Regions from separate parts of the Hordeum vulgare genome. Here region 2 is linked to region 1. Evidence: chromatin contacts called from public Hi-C data. All regions are on one chromosome and are shown on one strand. Each heading gives the region's core, a stretch centred on a gene start, on an enhancer-like site or on the middle of the called end of the contact. The rest is flanking DNA. Distances are from core to core; before and after follow the strand shown. Region 1 holds the start of LOC123399388 (FT-interacting protein 7). Region 2 holds the start of LOC123399396 (ETHYLENE INSENSITIVE 3-like 3 protein).

Evidence for each region. Hi-C and Micro-C count contacts between places; a contact is called where the count stands out from the background.
Region 2: a contact with region 1 is called in a Hi-C map of seedling, with 3 times the contacts expected there. The contact joins the promoter of LOC123399396 here to the promoter of LOC123399388 in region 1. A contact is called at or near these places in 3 of 6 Hi-C or Micro-C datasets (leaf and seedling).

Annotation. Positions count from the first base shown.
Region 1 is chr5H:477,813,300-477,817,382 of MorexV3_pseudomolecules_assembly, reverse strand. LOC123399388 (FT-interacting protein 7) reads right to left here and starts at 2,164. Exons shown (of 3, transcript XM_045093803.1): 1 at 1,842-2,164; 2 at 1,098-1,161; 3 at 1-1,007. The coding sequence starts at 918.
Region 2 is chr5H:478,140,767-478,144,849 of MorexV3_pseudomolecules_assembly, reverse strand. LOC123399396 (ETHYLENE INSENSITIVE 3-like 3 protein) reads left to right here and starts at 2,095. Exons shown (of 3, transcript XM_045093812.1): 1 at 2,095-2,398; 2 at 2,491-4,083. The coding sequence starts at 2,678.

The DNA of each region.
Region 1 (4,083 bases), core at 915-3,414:
ATTATACCACTGGCTGTTCAGCAACTTGTGGTCCAGCCTCCGAGCTACATGCTGCAGTGAAATGACAGTTCTCCCAATTACATCATCCTTGCCTGGAGCAATCCTGTCTTCTACACTCAAAATCAGGTGCTCCTCGAACGGCTCAGCTGCAACAAACATCAAGTCCTCATTCCACATTGGATTCAGAGTCCTGCCTGGTGATACTCGGGTTCTAAGAGCCTGGTTTCCTAACATTGCTTTGACGTAAACCTCAGGGAATCTGGTCTTGTCATTTGGTATAAGATCTTGTGCTTCAATGACATTGACACGCAGATACCAAAGCTTGGGAGTAAGATAAACTTTTGATCTAATACTTGCAAGGCCATCGCCAGGGATTGATGCCGCATCAGAGTGCCAAGCTTCAGGAAATGCTTCATCTGCTTGAGTACCCATCCAAACAGCTAACATCAACTCTCCTTTGACCTTGTGCCCATTCCGTTCTTCCAAGCGATACCATTGTGGAGCCAACGGGCTGTCAGGTGGCACTCTCTTTGGGACCTCATTCAGGTCAAACATAACCCGTCCAATGTAGTCATCTTTAACAAAGTCTTTATCTTTGACGATAATCTCCACTACTGATGCCTGAATGCGCTCCTTTGAGAAGGCAAACACCTGGTTCCACTCAGGATTGGTCTTCTTTTCAAAATGCCGAGTTGTGCCCTTATAATTCCCGAGCTTCACCTCAACATACGGGTCACAACTTCCAGTGAGGTCCTTACTTGGAAGTTCCTTCGCTTTTACCACTCGAACATAAAGGTACTGCATCTGCTCAACCAGGTCATAGGTGGTGGTGAGCTTGTCACCTGCAGCTGCCCCACCAAGGTGAGGAGTAGTCTCCTTCAAGGAGTACTCCTCCGGGCGGAATGGCCTCTGCATCATCTTGAATGACAGTCTTGAACCAAACAATTCCTACTCAGGGTCGGAAAGGAAGAAAGATACAGCCAACAATGACTGATTCCCCAGAATGGCTGCAAGATAGAAAATAAGCATGGCCTTTAAATGGTTGTTGTAGGCAACAAAATGAAGGTTGGTGTACAGAAAGAAGAGGAGGTTGGCACCTTTGCAATCAACAATTCAGGCAAGGTCGCTTTCAACCGAACATTTCGTGAGAAAATTCTCCACCTGCCATGTGGGGAAAAACATCTACATCACCAATCTTGAAAAAACATGCGCGACAAGTATAGGGACTGAACTGAGGACACTAGAACATAAATGAAAAAACATCTGCAACAAGCATAACGACTGAACTGAGGCCACTACAACATAAATCCATTACACTGTACAGTACTTATCAAGCAGTACCCACTGCGGTAACTCAGACTTCAGAAAACGCTGGAACAGCATGTAAGTTCTTGGGTCATGAAGAACAGCTAGCCGGTGTTAATTTTGGAACATGAAGAGAACCCACAGCTTTAACTACCAGTCCAGGAAGAACTAAAACAGTGCATCTGAACTAGGAAAATACTAGAAGATCTAGATGGTGCGCCCGGTGCGTGGGATTTAACTAATCGCCGGACAAAAAAATAACCTCACATACCTCAAAACGGATGGCAGTAGGAATGTCTGTGCGGATAAAAAAGAAAAAAGAAAAATATGAATCTAATATAAGAACCGAAACCATGTAGTCGAAACTTGTAAAACCCTAGCAGCTCCGCGCCCAGATCCTGCACCCACCACAAATTCTCTTTACCGTGAACTAGCATCGTTTACTCCTACAGATCTTCCCTCGTGGCAAGCAAGGAAAAAAAAATAAAGGGAAAAGCACCAGGGAAGAACATGTGACTGCGCATTCCCTCACGTACCAGATTCCAGCATGCGACCTGATTCACGAGGAGGATCCCGAAAAGGACGGAATCGGAGGGGGAGATACTCGCAATCCGCAGAGGTTGGCCGGGAGTCGGAGAACAGGAGCAAGGGAGCAATGCTGAAGGATTTCAGCAGATCCTGAGGTGGCCGACCACCGGATCTGCACGCCGGAGCAGCTCCCCGCCGGCGGTCCCCGCCCTCATGGATCGATCTCTCGGGTTTTCTCCTCGGCAAGAACCCTAGGCGAGAGCTGAGAGGGATAAGCGAGGGTGGGGGGCGGGTGAGAGTGGGAAGAGTGTGGAAGAGTGAGGGAGAGCGGAGAACAGGGTGGGCCCCGGGGCGGCTTTTCTCATCGGCGTGGGGAGGGCGACCGACCGAGGCCATGCGGAGGGCGACCCAGCTGGACCCCGGTCGGCGGGCGGGCGGGCCGCGTGGGCGCGTGGACCCAGCGCGTGCGCCGGCGTCGGGCGGGAGGTGTTTGTGCGTGAGGGAGTTTTATCTGGATTGGCGGCGAGCGGGTGAGGACATGGTCTATCGGCGTTTGGTTGGTGGGAAGCCGCCGAGGAAGAGAGTTGTTTAGGTGTTTCCTTTGTGAGTTGATGACGGCGACAAAGTATTGTTGTCGTGAGACTAACCCGTTTTTTAAGGAAAATTTCGATTCCGCTCGATCGATTCAGAGTGGATTCGGTTTTAGTCCCTTGTTTAGAGAGAGAGAGAGAGAGAGAGAGAGAGAGATGACTTTAATTTGCTTCTTCTTGTTTAGGGGAATTGCTTGATTCTTGATGAATAATTTGCCCCGTCTTGCTTTAGGGCTTTGGTTCGATCTTTTGTATTTCTTCAATTGATATGAAATTCTTCTCTTTTTTCAAAAATATGATCCTTTCTTTTGCTCTCCTTCTTGGTCCCCCTTCATATGATGAACCTTGGCTTTCCATCCACTCACTCCATTGCCGTCGCACTTTTCATAATGAGAAGCATGCCATGAGGGATGAAATTATCGTTGCGTTAAGAAATTGTAGAAAAAGAATAGACTTTCGCTGGATTGATGGTTTGTAATTATTTTTTGTTCCTACTTTAGTGCTTTTAGTGATGTTTGTGAAGCAGCAGTAAGTGTATGCAATTTGAGAACAACATGCCCACTAATCATTTTTACGGATCAGTTCGAATGGAAGTGCTTCACGTAGAGAAAGAAAGCTTCGATAAGTTTACCACATAATTTAGGTATATATATATATTCGTTGAGAGTCGGCCAAGCCGGTTCCCTCTTCTTCCTTGAAAGCGACGCTCCTCAGTGTGTAGAAGTGAGTGGAGCGTGAGAGTCTCGTGTTCATAGTAGAGCTAGGATTAGATATAGGGCTAGGTGTATAGTAAAGCTTGCCTCTGGGTGTTTGGTATCGCAAAGAATTGAAGCTACTTTTCGATGCTTGTGAGCGGCATCCAGTGATGGTTGTCTCCTCGTTCAGTCGTTCTTCATGGTGGATAGCAATTGTTCGGGAGGGATTCGATGGAAGCTTTCCAAGAAAAAAAATCAGCAATGCTCTGAATCTGGTTATCTTAGCCTTCCTCCCCTCATTTTTCGCTGCCATGGTTTTGGACGAAGAAAGGGAAGCAAATCCATTTCAGAGTAACCATTGGTTATATTCCACATTTAGTAAGTGGTCATCGGTTTTTAAAAATAAAAATTCTCCTCGACACAAGCTAACTGCCATCTCCTCAAACGCCGCTCTTGTACCATGGATGGTTTGTCACCTTGTCACTCTATTTGATAACACAAAGGAGATTCTTCTACCAACACCGATAGGCTCCAAAATACTTAGCATCGAATGAATTCCCAAACAAGCCGAAATAGAAAACCAGAGATAAGTGTGGGAAAAGATCAGGAGAAGCGCGGGACCACGTTGCGAGCATTAGTGACTTTTCAACTTCATTTTAGGAGTAATTTTCAAGTTGATCCGTGTACTTATCTAATGGTCGTCCTTTTTGAAAATGCATTTTCTTCAAGACATATGTTAACAATCATCTCTTCAAAAAGCTTTTAACGTATCTTTAATGAAGTATTGTCTCACTCTATGTGATAATGCAAAGGGAACTAATGCAAAAGGAATGATCTTTTTATAACAGCTCTGGAATCCAAATACCTAGCACCGACACATGCTTCAAATAAGTCAAAAGAGGAAATGGTGAGAAGGCGCGGGTAAGTAGGGTAAGTGTGCGATTGCGGTAGACATATTTGCGACC
Region 2 (4,083 bases), core at 846-3,345, 330 kb before region 1:
CTTGGTGGATGGTGTTTGTGAAGACTACCTGATCCCTAACGTGACCAATAACATCTCTTTGCACGAATGCAACAAGGTGCTAGAGAGGATTTGGATAGGGCACTTGAAGAACCCCAATCTCGTTGGGATATTGTTCATGGAGTTGCAATGGTGTGGAAGACGGATATATCGTGTCGGTGACAACTCTTGTGCAATCTTACACAACATGATTGTGAAGTATGAGGATGAAGGAGCAACCCTCACACATGATTTTAATAAGTCGGAAGTACATGTCTGACGCATAACATGTCATGCACTTTCTAGAAATTCATTGACAACTTTGAGATATATACGCACACGTGCAACTACTCAAGACGGATGAGCGCAGGGCGGGGCGCCGTTGGGCGCCGTGGTGGCGTCGACGGATGATTGGACTGGCAAGGATGACGCGTATCTCTTTCTTGAAGATGGGTCAGTGGTTCGAGGATGATGGCGGCTGGTAAAACGTGTGCGTCAGGTGTGCGTTTTAGGTGTGCTGCACCGGCTGTTGTTCCCGATACGTTATGTGGATGAATTGGAAACTACACCGGTCTTAGATATGCGGAGTGAGAGCACTCCACCTTATCGAGTTTGTAGGTGTGAGTGGTGGCTTTGGATGGATTGATGTATATTCTTGTTAGACCTTTGTCGAATAATTAATAAGATGGCTGCATGCATCGATTGGTGCAGAGGCCGAAGGTTTAACCTCCTTCTCTAAAAAAAAGAAAAAAAACATCGAAAATCATTGAATTTTATGTTCGAATTATGCATTCTGAATTACTTTTAAGTTTGAAGTATGTATTTTTCTCTTTGAATATTTTTTTGCGTGTTACATGTTGTTATGTGTATTCATACCGTCCAATGATCGACATGTATGTGTTTGAGGTTATGAAAATGTGGATGCGGTTGTAGGGGTGGACCTATAGGGGATGGCCGACTCTTGTTTACGCGAGCACGCTTGCGTTCATGTAGGGTGGGGTGGGGTGGGGTTATGTTTGTCTAGTCCAACTAAAGATGCTCTTACCTAGCTGGTCAAAAATGATATTCATTTTTGTGTCTTGATTGTGGAGGATAGATGGTTCCCTTCAAACTCTTTTACCAAATATTGCTAAGAAAAAATAGACCTTTCATGAAGTTAAGCTTGGATGATGAATTTGGCTCATAGAACTGACCGACCTCACAATAATTTTTGAAGCCTCACTAAATTTATGATAAAACAAAATATGCTCATGCGTGACTTATTTGATATCATGGATATGGTTTCACAAAATTACATGCTAAAAAGATTATCCATGGTCATGCATTAATTCAACCATAAGTACTTCACACACAATATCTATTCACCGGGCTCACTTCTGTTCGTCCGTACACTATACTAGCACCATGAGATCTTTGAACGCTACTGGCTATTTTCACTCGCAAAGGTTTGTGTTTTCTCTTTTTAAAGCTCAATTTCTCTCACAAAGGTGGAAGTGCTTGGATAGGTCGCAGGTTTATGAGTTTGGTGTGTAATTTAGTTGCAAAATTATCTGATTTCTTGATTGACCATAAACCAGGAGCGTAGCTTTGTATGTGATTTTCATAACAAAGGGAAATATTGATGTTTAAGGAACTTAAGCTTACCGTGGATCCCATCAGAATTTTAGCTCAAACCCCATCAACAAAACAATAACATTCCATCCGCTCATTACTATAAGATTTTTTTGAATATTTTTACATGGACTACATAGGACCTAAAGTAAATGAACAAACACACTAAAACGTGTGTACGTACATCCGGCTCAGAAAAAAGTCAGAATATCTTATACACTAGTGAACAGAGAGTGTACTTCATACGTACAACCAAGTCTTACATGTTAAGTGAAGAAAACAAGCCTTAACATCTTGGTGTACAGTGCTAAATACCGAAAATAGTTTTGGAGCGTTGAACAATGCCTTTGGGGGGTGTGGGCGGCACATTGGAGTGGCCACAAGGAAGTCCGCACAGCGAGCGGAAGCAGAGGATCCGAGGAAATACACGCGCCGAGGAGGTCCCGTGTTCGTTTGCCCTGTCCCTCCCTCCCCTTCCCTCGAGTTTCCTTCCTTTCCATTTCCCCCCATTTCCATTCGCCAATAAATAATTTCCACACGAGGAAACGGAATCTCGGGCAGAACCTGCGAATTTCCCCTTCCCCCGTCTCCAATCATCTCCCTCCTCTCGCCCATTCTTCTCCGAGTCCGCCCCCTCCCCCATCTAATCCGCCGCTCCATCCAACCAGCCAGCCAATCCTCGCCGCAATTCGCCGTTGCCGACGGCGGCGGCCCGCGGCCAAGCGAGGACTGCCGGTGCTGCGGCGGGGCGTGGGTTGGTTCCTCCCTCCTCCTCTTCCTCCTCTCTCCGGTAAGGAAACCCTAGATTGGTCCAGTGGGTTGTTCGTTCGTTCCGCTCCTGCCGATTTGCTTGCTAATCCGTCTTTCCCATGGCCCGGTTAGATTTTATCTTCTTCGGCTCGCGGTGCTGATCCTTAGCTGAAGCCTCAGGCGCGGCGCGGCTTGTCTACCAAAAAAATGGCGGCGGGAAGGCTGTTTCCATGATGATTCCATCCCTCGGTGGGACCAGGAGGGGTTGGGTGGATTGGGTGTGATCGGGACTGCCGACGCCATATCATCAGCAGCTCTCATGGATCAGCTTGCTTTGCTCGCGACGGAGTTCGGGGATTCGTCCGACTTCGAGGTCGACGGCATCAACGAGAACGATGTCAGCGACGAGGAGATTGAGCCGGAGGAGCTGGCCCGGCGGATGTGGAAGGACAGGGTCAGGCTCAGGAGGATCAAGGAGAGGGAGCAGAGGCTCGCCCTGCAGCAGGCCGAGCTGGAGAAGTCCAAGCCCAAGCAGATATCTGACCAGGCCATGCGCAAGAAGATGGCCAGGGCGCAGGACGGGATCCTCAAGTACATGCTCAAGCTCATGGAGGTGTGCAATGCCCGTGGCTTTGTGTACGGGATCATCCCGGAGAAAGGGAAGCCTGTGAGCGGCGCCTCGGATAACATTAGAGCCTGGTGGAAGGAGAAGGTCAAGTTTGATAAGAATGGTCCGGCGGCGATTGCCAAGTACGAGGCCGAGCACCTGGTGGATGCTAATGCTCAGAGTAGCGCCGTCAAGAACGAGCACAGCTTGATGGATCTCCAGGACGCCACTTTGGGCTCACTGCTTTCGTCATTGATGCAGCACTGTAATCCACCGCAGCGCAAGTACCCCCTGGAGAAGGGCACTCCGCCCCCATGGTGGCCTGCAGGGAATGAAGAGTGGTGGGCTGCCTTGGGCCTTCCAAGGGGACAGTTTGCTCCTTACAAAAAACCTCATGATCTTAAGAAGGTTTGGAAGGTCGGTGTGCTTACATGTGTTATTAAGCACATGTCCCCCAACTTTGATAAGATCAGAAACCATGTTCGCAAATCCAAAATCTTGCAGGATAAAATGACTGCAAAGGAGAGCCTGATTTGGTTGGGAGTCCTACAGAGAGAAGAAAGGCTTGTGCTCGGCATTGACAATGGTGTCTCAGAGATTACTCACCACAGTGCTCCAGAGGACAGAAATAGAGCTATGATCGCACACAGCAGCAGTAACGAGTATGATGTCGATGGTTTTGAGGAGGCTCCTCTTTCAACATCATCTAAAGATGATGAGCAAGGTCTTTCTCCAGCTGCACAATCCAGCGAGGAGCATGTCTCCAGAAGTGGCAGAGAAAGGGCGAACACTAAACATGTTTATCAGGCTGTTCTTCTTAAGGAAGGAACAAAAAAACAACCACCAAAGAGAAAAAGAGCACGTCACAGTTCTGTTGCTGTTGAGCAAGAGGTACAAAGGACTGATGATGCACCAGAAAATCTGATTCCCGATATGAACCGACTGGACCAAGTAGAAATTCCTGGCATGGCTAACCAGATTACAAGCTTCAATCAGATGGCTGTTACAAGTGAAGCTTTACAACACAGAGGAAATGCTCAAGGGCATGTTTATCTTCCTGGGGCTGGGGTTAATAGCTTTGATAATGCCCAACCTGTGGATGCTACTCCTGTAAGCAT